3 separate regions of the Mus musculus genome follow, and all the other regions are linked to region 1. A link is a contact called in public promoter capture Hi-C data. All regions are on one chromosome and are shown on one strand. The core of a region is the stretch at or near the end of the contact, and the rest is flanking DNA. Distances in the headings are between cores, read along the strand shown.

Evidence for each region. Promoter capture Hi-C pulls out the DNA fragments that hold promoters and counts their contacts.
Region 2: a promoter capture Hi-C map of liver shows a contact between it and region 1, with 2.6 times the contacts expected there. The contact joins the promoter of Nlrp3 here to the promoter of H3f4 in region 1. A contact is called at or near these places in 8 of 39 promoter capture datasets (the C10 cell line, hematopoietic stem and progenitor cells, hippocampal neurons and 4 more), 2 of 115 datasets of contacts at active chromatin or transcription factors (bone marrow-derived dendritic cells and bone marrow-derived macrophages) and 1 of 9 other capture datasets (macrophages).
Region 3: a promoter capture Hi-C map of liver shows a contact between it and region 1, with 2.9 times the contacts expected there. The contact joins the promoter of Mprip here to the promoter of H3f4 in region 1. A contact is called at or near these places in 5 of 39 promoter capture datasets (hippocampal neurons, liver, neutrophils and 1 more) and 1 of 115 datasets of contacts at active chromatin or transcription factors (bone marrow-derived macrophages).

Annotation. Positions count from the first base shown.
Region 1 is chr11:58,959,263-58,963,331 of GRCm38.p6, reverse strand. H3f4 (H3.4 histone) reads right to left here and starts at 1,621. Exons shown (of 1, transcript NM_001318003.2): 1 at 1,059-1,621. The coding sequence starts at 1,520. The coding sequence ends at 1,110. It also overlaps a transcript of Trim17 not described here.
Region 2 is chr11:59,540,909-59,544,983 of GRCm38.p6, reverse strand. Nlrp3 (NLR family, pyrin domain containing 3) reads right to left here and starts at 2,298. Exons shown (of 10, transcript NM_145827.4): 1 at 2,117-2,298; 2 at 1,595-1,915. The coding sequence starts at 1,871.
Region 3 is chr11:59,660,729-59,664,684 of GRCm38.p6, reverse strand. It overlaps Mprip (myosin phosphatase Rho interacting protein), which reads right to left and starts at 2,178. Exons shown (of 24, transcript NM_001368931.1): 1 at 1,737-2,178. The coding sequence starts at 1,859.

The DNA.
Region 1 (4,069 bases), core at 372-2,871:
ACTCACCCACCCCCCCATCCTGCCCCCCTCTACCTCCCCTCTGCCTCCTTGCCCTCCCCTGCTCCCCCATCCCTGGGCTTGGAGACATAATGGGCTTCAAAACTCTTCAGTTGCATACTTATATTATATGCACACCCTAGGAGTAATTTATGTATTTAACATTGGCATTAATGAGTGATTCCACTACAAAGGAGAGGTAAAGTTTTCTGTGTTAACCTCACAGGCTTATTCAGGCTATTCCCCTCAGCCCTCCACTAATGCAGTTCAGTTAACCATCTCGGGTTCCTCCCAGTTTGATTTCTGATCAAGCCGGTTAGTCTCCATGCCGGTCATCTCTGAACACCACCCTTTTTGTATGGCTCAGAAGTCATACAGTACTGGACAGTATGAAAAACCAAGGCTCAGAGAATTAAACTCCAGCGCAAAACATCCTTTTGATAAGAGAGGTTCCTATTGCTTACAACTCAGGTTGAGTCAAGACAACAGCTAGACTTTCGTACCCTACAGGAATCGTTTAAGACAGGATTCTCTGGATGTGTCCCCTGGAAATATGTAAGTTAACACTTTCCTGACTCTTTTGCTGCCGCCGTTAACAGATGGGCAAAATTAACTTTAATCAAAGGCAGTTCACTGGGCTTTCCATCAGGAGAAAGGCCAACTTTTCAAGTACAGGAATAGCTAGCCTTTTTAATACCAGGCATTATGAGCCTTAAAACACAAAACATAAGTAACTTGGTTACTGAGCAGATGCGTTTGGATACTATCAACTATGCAAACATAGCACGTTTACTGCCGGTAGGAGCTACCTTCACTTGGTAAAACCAGTCAGCAACACAACCATCATCTTGTAGTACAAGGGCTCAGGCCACTATACCTATCAAGGGAAGGCAGGTTAGAATAGGACGGAGCTGCAAGTCAAATAGCTCAATGGGCAAGGATTAGCTGCTAAGCCCTCTAGACTGATCTGGGGAGACACTTCGATTGCCGGCCACCTTGTCTTCACCTCCTGAGGAGACAGGACACCTAAGTCTACGTTACAGACACTTTTTCTGACTCTGTGGGTGGCTCTGAAAAGAGCCGTTGGGTTCATGAGCGGTGCCTGTGGGAGCCTAAGCCCGTTCTCCGCGGATGCGCCGAGCCAACTGGATGTCTTTGGGCATGATGGTCACCCGCTTGGCGTGGATAGCGCACAGGTTCGTGTCTTCGAACAGCCCCACGAGGTACGACTCGCAGGCCTCCTGCAGCGCCATCACCGCGGAGCTCTGGAAGCGCAGGTCGGTCTTGAAGTCCTGGGCGATCTCACGCACCAAGCGCTGGAATGGCAACTTGCGAATCAGCAGCTCGGTGGACTTCTGGTAGCGCCGGATCTCGCGCAGCGCCACCGTGCCAGGGTGGTAGCGGTGCGGCTTCTTCACGCCCCCGGTGGCCGGGGCGCTCTTGCGGGCCACCTTCGTGGCTAGCTGCTTGCGCGGAGCCTTGCCTCCCGTCGACTTCCGTGCCGTCTGCTTGGTGCGTGCCATCTTCCTGAATCGTCCGCCTCCCTTGCTCCTCAGGTGCACAATGTGGGGGGCGAGTAGCACTGCTTTTATAGACCCAGCTACATTCCTATTGGCTGCCCACCAGGTGGCATTATGGGATGCTGCACTCTGATTGGTCCATTGGGGGATTGACTTTACACCCTGCCTCTTATATTCTCTCTGAGTGGTGTGGACTCTGGAACTGTTAGTTGCGGCTCGGTAGGAGGGCAGCGGGGTCTGTGGAAAAAACTCAAGTCGCTTTCTTGGAGCTTTTATTGTTGTTGTTAAATAAAAAAACAAAACAATCTTGCCTCGACTCCCAAGACACAAAGAACCTTCTAGAACCTTTCTGCATGCTTCCTTTATATAACAACGAGGCATAGTTTTCCTGAGTTCTGGAATACTAAAAAAACATCCACCTGGTCTGAGGACGCCCCTGGGGGCGAGGGCTGGAGGTAGCTCAGCAGTTAAGCTTAATTCCAGGACTCGGGAGGCAAAGGATGGTGGATATCTGTGTGTTTGAGGTTAGCCAGGGCTACATAGTATTAACACTATTTTTTAAAAATAGGGAGGGGTAGAGATGGAAAAAAATAAAGAGAAAAACGAAAAGAAATTGTGTCGTTTGCTGGAACAATGGAAAGAACTCAAGATCACAGTGTTAAGTAAGCTGGATCCAGGCAGGAAGAAAAGCATGGCATGGGTTCTCTAGCATGTGGAAGCTAGATTAAAAAAAAAAAAAAAAAAAAAGCATAAAAATGGGGTCGGGGTGGTATTTATAGAGAGAAAGGGACCAGAGGGAAGAGGAAAAAAAGGGGAGAGCTGGTGTGTGTGTGTGTGTGTGTGTGTGTGTGTGTGTGTGTGTGTGTGTGAAGTTATCAAAATGAAACCCATTACTAAGCACAGTTAACGTACGTTAATTAAAAAAAAAAAAAAACTAGAAGATATGACTCAAAGAACAGTAGTCCATGCTTATAACTTCAGTACTCGGTAGCTGAATCAGAAGGATAATAATTTTGAGGCTTAGAGTACACTGAAATGACGCTTTATCAAACAAAATAAAACATCTTTAGATCTGAAAGAAAATTAGGAAAAAAAAAAAAAAAAGGATTTCTGAAGCAAAGGCTTTCAAGGATAACATGGGCTGTATTCAAGGATTCCCCCAAAGGTCACAATCAGGGTATCAAACAATAGTAATAATGATTATTTAGATCACGTCAGAGGATGAGAAATGTCGTCCACATAATTTCAAAAAACGTGAGTCCAGAAAAGGATAGAAATCAAACTGTGGTGCATCTTTACGGATTTGGTTAAAAAATAGAACTCACTGACAATCATGGTGTTTTGCTTCCAAACGTGTATGTGTAGTTTAAACTGACGCCGGTGAACGCCAAAGCGGGGAATCCCGAGCCCGTGCCTGCGGTGTGCGGTCGCGGGTAGGCGCTACGCCAACCGGAGGACGTGGGTCGTCCATTGGTGGTGCCCAGGAACCGGGACGTCCCGGCCCGCGCCACTCTCTAGTGCCAGCTTATGGATACAGTGACAGGGAAAATAGCTTCACGTTCAGAAAGAACCGAAACTCTTGCCTCTGGGAATGTACGACCCTGTGAGACATCGGCGACACACACAGGGCTTGAAATTCTGAGGGAGCCAGGGAGGAAGGAGCTGTCCATCTTGCACCTCACACAGCCAATTGGATCAGTCAGAGCTTTTGGACTGACCAATCAGAAAACGCCCCCGAGCATGCCCATGCTCCGGAGCCGGAGAGGGCAAAGCGCGTCGCTTCTCCAGCACCCAAGGCCGAGGTGCCCATCAGAGGACGCGGGAAACCTTCTCTACACCCCGGTGCTCACGCTCCCACACTCCCGCACCCCCAAACCTCGGCAAGGCCAGACTACAGCTGTCACCGCGTTGGTTCCCGAGCTGGGCGCTGCACCTATGGAAGCCACTGCTGTAATCTTAATTTTTTTTTTTTAATTTCTTTTATTTTATTTCAACTAGACTGCGCCGAGCTTCCCAGAGAAGTCACACCATACAAGGCTGGATGTAATGCAGAGCAGCGTCTCAAAATCTGAGAAGGATCTTCTTTCCTTTCTGGAGCCTGTAGTTTTCTTTCCCTATTAAATTTCCCCCATTCATTATTCGATCTGCACCTATGCCTTGTGGGAAAGGATCAAATGAAGGTTTAGTGTTAGGGGTGGAAGATGGGGGCGGGAGCACAACAGTGGGACAGCGTTGCCCTCTCAGTTTCCTGCTACTTGCCATGGGAGTGCAATTTCTTCCCATCGCCAGCTTAGACAGGGAAGAAATCCTTTGTTTTAAATTAACTTAACAAATACATAGTTAGCACTATGTGCAAGGCATACTCAACGCATGCGAGTGACAGTAGACATAAATGTATGTGCCTCTGCACTCTTTGACGTCGATGGTAGCCAGTTGAGCTGATCACAACATTGCAGTTTATCCCTAAGCAGGAATGAAGCGACTATGTAGGGAACTGGAAAGAGGAACAGGAACAGAAACTTAGCGAGTACTGGAAGAGGAGTTTTGTTTTT
Region 2 (4,075 bases), core at 1,049-3,548, 580 kb before region 1:
TATAGTCCTGATTGTCCTGGAACAATGTCCTCTGTAGACCAGGCTGGCCTCAAACTCCCATAGATCTGCCTGCCTCTGCTTTTCAAGTACTGGGGATAAAGACATGTGCTGGGGCTGGTGAGATGGCTCAGTGGTTAAGAGCACTGACTGCTCTTCCGAAGGTCCTGAGTTCAAATCCTAGCAACCACATGGTGGCTCACAACCATCCGTAACGAGATATGACTCCCTCTTCTGGTGTGCTACTACATACATCCAATTCAAAATAAATCTTATAAAAAACAGACAAACAAACCCAACTACCTGGTACAGAGCCGGAGAGAGCTGGTTCAGGGAGTAAAGGCACGAACCAGATGACCTGAAGTTTGATCCCCAAGGCCTACATGGTAAAAAGAATCAACCCCTGCATATTGTCCTCTAACCTCCACATAGGTGCCGTAGCACACACATACAGGCACACAACATAAATAGCTAAAAACGTTTAATGCTTTAATTTGAAAAACAAAATCTAAAATTGCTCAGTCAGGACTTGTATTGCTGAGACTTCACTCCTGTTGTACACATTCTCAGGTCAGGAACAATTACGGCTGCATTGTGATGTGCAATTGGATTGCCACCTAGCTCCGTCTCCTTCTCCCGGATTGCCATTGCCTTGCCACACCCCTCATCATCATCTCCAACTGGCCCAGTGGAACCCAGATCCCTGTGCATAACAGGGAGGTGCTCTACTGCTGAGTCACACCACCCCAGCATCCTTATCTCCGGTGACTACTTCCTTCCGCAGCTCCCACTCAGCATCTTCTGCCTGGGACTTCCCTGGTTTATTCCAAATCCCTTCTGCTGCTTCCCTGGTTTAGAGCAGACGAGCATCTGCTATGAGCTGGTTGGGGAACCAGAGGAGGACCTCAGCACTGAGCCAACTCACGAGGTTGGAACCAGCCACAACAGTCACCTGCGAGTGAGTGAAGACTGAGACCGGAGTTTTTACAGAATTAAGAAAACCACACTGCTCCCCTCCCTCTGACCCTCACCCTCCCGTACCCCTGCAGGAGAGAAGGAAAACCCATGGTCAGAGAAAAGAGGATTCTGTGTTTGGAGCCAGCCTGGGATACTTGAGACTCGAACTCAAAACCAGAGAACTGAAGATGTTGAATAGACATAGTTATCCATAGCAAATGGATATGCACAGATGAGACAAGCACAATGTAATAGACACACATGAATATTCAACATTAACCTTTTTTAAGAAGGAAATTCTGATGTACCTGAACACATTATGCTAAGTGAAGTAAGCCAGCCAAAAGAAACAAGCCCTCCATGAATCTACCTGCACGAGGAATCCATAGAGGTAAAGTTCACAGGGACAGAAAACAGCGGTGGTTGCTAGGAGATGGGGTTAGGTAATGGGGACTTATCATCTAGTGTGTTGGGAGCTTCAGTTGTGCAAGATGAGAAGTTGGTTGCACAACCATATGTTTTCTTGTTGCTAAGCCATATATGTAAAATTACTAAAATTCCACCTTTTATGTCACGTGTACCTTACTGTAAGAAACAAACAAACAAACAAACAAAACCAAAAACCCTTCTGTTTACTCACTCCACTCTGGCTGGTCCTTCTTAGCTTTTTCCCAGAGGTCTCGCCTGTTGATCGCAGCAAAGATCCACACAGCCATGGCCCAGGCCTTCTCCTCGCCATTGAAGTCAATCATGAGTGTGGCTAGATCCAAGTGATCTGCCTTCTCCATCTGGCCCCTGGGGACTGGGATACAGCCTTTCTCGGGCGGGTAATCTTCCAAATGCATTTTGAATTTCTTGAGGTCCACATCTTCAAGGTCCTCTAGATACTGAGCCAGCTTGCAACGGACACTCGTCATCTTCAGCAGCAGCCCTTTCGAGGGTCTCGGGGCTTAGGTCCACACTGGCAGTGCAGGAATGAAAACCCCATGGGAGTAAAGAAGAATGGTATTAAAAGTCTCCACTTCCAGAAAACGAAGTTATCAGAAACACAGGAAACTAGATGCTAATATTGAAACCTCTAAGGGTACCCCATAGATTGGTACAGGTTTTTAATGAATCACCATCTCTGACTTAGTAAGAACTGAGTAAGCCAAATGTTTACCAGAAAGTTCTCTTAGCTTGATCCAGACGTATGTCCTGAGCCATGGAAGAAAAGTTCCTCTGTAGAGATAAAAATAAGAAAGCCATTAACACAATCAGATGTGGTATACAGAGAACACGCATATACAAAGTCACCAGGACTCGTGTCTGACCAGAACCCATGGTGACGAGGCTAGGACCTGGGCACAGCCTTCACTGTTTCTCAACCTCAGCTTCCTCCTTCAGACACTGAGAAAGCAGAAGAGATTGCTTCCCGATTTCTTTTAATGGAAAGCCCTGGTTTCTTGCTTTTATTTTCAAAGGAAGGAGGAAGCCAGGAGAAAATAAGCTATAATAACCCCAGAGCACCAAGGTGAGGACTCACAGCCCAGACGGGCTGACAGCTAACCCTTCAGTGTTCCTCTATTTCCCACTGACAGACAGAACCCGATCAGGTGGAATTGTGTGCATATAAAGAGGAAGACTACATGCGTACATCGCTTTAACGGCTCTTTAACATCTCACATCTATAACGAGCATCGTGATTCACATTTAGTCAGAACTCTGGGCCTAGATGCTGCCCTGATTCTTTTTACTCTTCTCATCTAGTTTCTCCACTGAGGTGTGTAGGTTCCTTCTGCTGAGTGGTAGAGACACTAAGTGGCTTTCTCAGACTGAAGCCATAGATGGTAGAGGAAAGTGCCTGAAAGGTGGTGATGGCCTCCGAATTGATATTCATGTGACAGCAAGATGACATTGAAGGTGCCCCAAGCTCGATGTACCTGTCTCGTGTCCACTCTTGCATCTCCTCTCCCTGTCTCCTGCCGCACCTCACATCTTTCTGTCATCTCTAGTGTTCTTGCTGACTGCTGCCCCAGCTCCACAGATCCTCCTAGACTTTTGACCCCTCAGTTCCTAGTCTTTCCCAGGAGTTCTCAGCCCTCTGCCCCCTGCTGCTAAGACCTGCCACAACAGATTTGCTCTTTACATTAGCTGCCCCCTGGGCTTCCAGCACATTCCCCCCCTCACAGGCAGTCCACCCTCTGCCACCCTGAGTAGATGCTGTTTAAGTCCTAGGGAGCTATAATTGCTTCTTCTGTGAGCGCTCACGCGCACACACACCTCCCTAACATGCATGAACCACGTAACAGCAAACAGAACATCCCAGAAATACCTTAATGTTAGATGAGTCTAAAAGAAATTCCTTGTCTATTGACTAAGATAAATCATGCCATTAAAAATACCCTGGACCTTTTATCCACTCTGCTCCATGACATTGTACTCACCCAGATAGCAGCCTTGGGTACAAATAAAGGGGAAATGAGATAAATATATAGGGGTCACTGTGACACTGGAGACAGGAAGGATGTGGCTTCAAGACGTGAACAAGCTTGCATCACTGTCAAAGACGGATTGGCAGTTACTCATCTGGATGGATTTTCCAAACCCAAGCAATAGAGTTCTGAGTGTAAGCCTAAGCTGCAGACCAGAATTCCCGGGGGTTCCCTGCAGAAGCCTTTAGAAACAATGGGAAAAAGTGAAACCTCAGGGCTCAGCACAGGCAGCGAGCAGCTCAGTGAGGCCTAGGATCCCAGAGAGGGGGACATAAGCAGTGGCAAGCAGAACCAGTGTGTGGAGAGCTGAGGACAGAATCAGGCTTTGAAACCCTAGATTCTAATTTCTTTCTCCTGGCATGGAGGTGGTCAGCACGCAGCTCCAAGTGTTCTCCATCTCCTGTTAGTTTTAAAAGCATAAGTCTTACTCCATGACTTTTGGTCTCACCTGTCAGGCTGAGGTGGCTGTGTCCCAGGAAAAAGCCAAAGTGCTTGGCTTTCTTTACACCCCGAAGGACAAGGGAACTGATGGCCGCTCAGACCTGCTTCTCTGCCACCCTTGGTCACTGTAGAACCACTGTCTGACCATGGCAGAGACTCCAACCAACTCTGAGCAAGAGGTACTCTCTCAGTGTCCTGAATGAGGC
Region 3 (3,956 bases), core at 929-3,428, 700 kb before region 1:
CAGACTCAAACATTTAAATTCCTCTCATTCATTTAAGAATCAGAAAAACAGCCCGTGTGTAGCATAAATAACTAATTGCCAGTTTAGGCAGTTGCTTCAAATAACCTGGAAACTTACAAACCTCCCTCAAAACAGCCTTTGGCAAGGCCAGAAACTTCTTAAATCAAAGTTGACTGTTCTATGGGTGGTTTTTCAGTTTGTTAAACTATAAGGGGGAAAGCTCAATAAAACATATTTCTTGTTTTTCATATCACCACTACCAGTTTACTGATACGGAAATTAAAACAGAGGTAAAGGCCTCATTCAAGGTCAGACCTCAGAAAGTCACAAGCAGTAACCGCATATCCCATATACTGCTTCCCTGAACAGGATCCAAATGAGAAGAGGAAATCACATTTCTCTCTCTTCAAGAGTCCTACCCTTCCCAAATAGACAGGTCTCTAAGGCCCTTGGCATTCTCACAAATCAATGACTGAGACTTGGAGAGTCTGGTTAAGCTTCCTGATTGCTTCCTGGCTATTGGAAATCTGACCTCAGAGAAAGAGGCCATAACCCCTGCCCTACTACTCCACTCTAGTTTGCCCCATAAAACAAGTCAAACCTTGCTTGCCTGCCTGCTTGCCCATAAAGGCTTTAAAAACAGCCAAACCAGGGCACTTCAAAGCAATGTTTTCAGTCTAAACAGCTCTTTCCAAAAGGAGTGGCTACAACTAGGTGGCACTGGCTGGACCGTGTGGGGAACTCCACTGAAGTCAGCAAGCAGGGGGCAAAGGAAGTGGGCGAGGGGAAAGGGGAGCAGGATATATAGTGCTTTCCCAAAGTGCTGCAAACAAGGCCAGGAATCCTCAACACCAGAAACGGGAGAGCAACCAGTTCCCAAGGGCCAGTTGCCCAAATTGGAGACCTTGTACCAACACAAATTCCCAATCTCCTACACTGCTCCGGGGTTGGAGGTCTTTGGCAATCTAGGACAATGTTTTCCATGACTGTGACTTGGAGGTCTGGAACTCTGTTTTCCATGACTGTGACTTTGACACGGGTTAGGAAGAGCGTCTAACCTGGTCCAAAATCCTGACTAACAAATTAAGGGCAGACAGAGGGGGAAACCAACTTTCCCCAGAATGTACAGGTCTTCTTGGTCTCCTGGGCCAGAAAGCAAAACCAAGAAGGGAAGCCCCTACCCCTCGACAAAAGCTATTCCTACCTTCAGTTCAAGAGCAAGACCCACCCATCTGAAGAGAAACACCTCATCTCTCTTCAGACCCTGACGGTGACAGTGACTTAGAAGGAGAGCAGGCTCTATTCCACAAGATGGAAACTGGTGACCCACGCAAACATGCCAATTCCTGGGACAGTTTGGTGGCCAAGTCTGCGTCCAGTCCCAAGACAAGTCGCGAGGGGGGCGAGGGGGGGGGTAGTACTGACAAGTGGCAAGCAAGCCCCACTTTGTTCCTATCCAGGGAAACCAGACATTTTTTTGAGTCACCCAACAAGCATGAATCACACGGCAGAGCTATGGGAACGGGAAAGGATGTTATTTTTCGGCATTCTTGAGGATTTTCCCTTTGTCCCAGCTCTATCGATACTCTTCCCGCCCCCATTCCAACCCCATCCCCCAACTCTCACGCATTTTTTTTCCCTGCTCCATTTTTATTCTCTCTTGGCCTTCGCAGGCTCTGCGCTCCCCGGCACGACTCGCAGGCAGGACTCTCAGCTCCGCACCCGCGGCAGCTCACCTGCGTCAGGTCCTCGTCGTTGAGCAGATGCGACTCGCGGGGCTTGAAGCAGTTCTGACACTTGCTCTTGTTGAAGATGTTGGCCTGAAATTTCCTGCACGGGTTTTCCTTGGCCGCCGACATGTCGGCTAGGCGGCCGCGGAGCGGGCCGCCACGGCCCAGCGCTCTCCCGGGGGTCGGGGACTCAGCGCGGCCGCCGCCGCATTTTGCGCTGGCCGCCGCAGGCCCGGAAAGGCCTCCCCTCTCGCGCCGCGCCCCGCCTGCTCGCCGCGGCCTCAGAGCGCGCGCGCCGCCTCGCGCCCCGCCCCGCCGCCCGGCCGCTGTGGGCCCATGGACGGACGCGGCCTCCGGCCGCTGGCTCCACCGCGGCCGCCCCCAAGGCGCCGGCCGGCAAGTCCAGCCGTCGCGCTCACCCGGCGCCCGCCGCCACCGCGAACGAACCGAGCTGGGCGCCGCGCGCACTCGGGGAGGGGCGGGGTGGGGCGGGGCACCGCAACCGGCAGCCCCGCGAGCCAATGGCACCCGCACGCTCCTGCTAACAAAGAAACCCGTCGACCAATGGATGACGGGGGCGGGACCGGGAGCAGCGGGCGCAAGGTAACTTGTCCAGGCTGGGAAGGTGGAGGCGCTGGGATGGAACTTTCAGGTTTGGTGGACTGGCGCCGCCGCCCGCGGCCTGACAGCTGCGGCGTTGGGCTGGGCTGCTCCCGGAAGGACGCCGGAGATCTCCGCGGTCTCCCTGCGGGCCCCTGTCTTTCTCGTAGTCTCTTCGCTGCGGCCTTCTGCCTCGTCTAGCCTGCGCCCCTACTGTGTGCTAGGTCTGTGGTCGACCCAGATGCCACCATAAAGACTAGAAATTGTTTCAAGTGCTTCCCGTGTTTTAGATCATTAAAGTTCCATAACCTTCCCGTGACCATTCCGGTTTTACGTAAGGAAACTGAGGCGCGCGGAGCAGTTAAGTAATAAGACGTAGTGTTTCCGAGGTGACTAGAAGATGTCAGCAGCCGTGAGGAGTTGTCAATTCTATTATGGGAGCCCAATTCTGCTAGAGTTACGTACGCACTCTTACCTCCGTTTTGTGCTTGAGGAGACAAAAGCTCAGACACTGCGAATAGCTTGTGCAAGGTCACTCTGCAAGAAGGGCCTGAACTATATACTACAGGCCACTCTTGTCCAGACTCCCAGGCAAAAGGCCACTTGGAAAGGAAACGACAGAGGAGTCCAGAATGGGCGGAGGGGAGGGGGATGGAGGGGGACAACCCCTGCTCCTTAGGAGGCAAATTGTTCCCAGCAGCAGTGAAATGGATCTAAGCAGAGAGCATGCAGAACTGTTCCCAAGGTATGCAGGTGTAAGTGTGGGGAGGAGGAACAAGAAAGGAGTATGTGGTCCCAGAACTCTGAAAGTAGATCTAGGAGGGTGGAGAGTTTAAGGCCAGTCTGGACCGTAATGAGACCTTTATAAGGAGGCTAAGGAGGAGAGGAAAGGGAAAGAGTGAGGGAGGCAAGACAGAAAGGAGGAATCACTTTGACCTGAGATTCCAGGCTCAGCTGGCTGGCAGTTCCAGAAGTCAGCCTGTGTTTTTTAACAGGCTGAACTAACTCATTCTTCACAATGGAGGTGATATTGGAGCAGGTGGTGGCACTGAGAGCAGCTGCGCTCAGGTCACAAGGAGGCTTTAGGAGAGAAATGCCTTCAGAGTTGCGTACTTTTCCACTGGTCATCTGGTGACTACCCCGGGGAGGTGCATTTCCATTTTGAGAAAGAAATGCTCTCCTGCACAAGGAATCAGGAATGAAGGAGCCCAGATCAAAGTGTGCCTGCAGCCTGAGGGGAAAGCCCAGCTCTGATCCAGCTGTGGGCAGGTCTTTTGCCCTCACTGGCACCTCACTGACCACATGGACAAAACTGACATGAATGTAAGGTGTTGCAAGCATTAGGTGATAATCATCTTTGCAAAATACTTCACATAATGTGGCCAATTGTTAATTGGTGAATTTTGGGAAAGGGTGTTTACTGGACTATCCTTGCGACCTTGTTGATTTAAATTTTTTTCCAGAATAAAGACGGGGAAGGGGTAAAGGGAGACTGACGGTTCTTGTCTGCACCGAATACTCGGAAAGTGATACCAGTGGTGGCCTCTGGGGAGAAGAACTGGGTTATTGGGAGGTGACCTACTTTTAAATTTTCAATATAAAACCTTTTTGTTCCTTTCGGGTTTT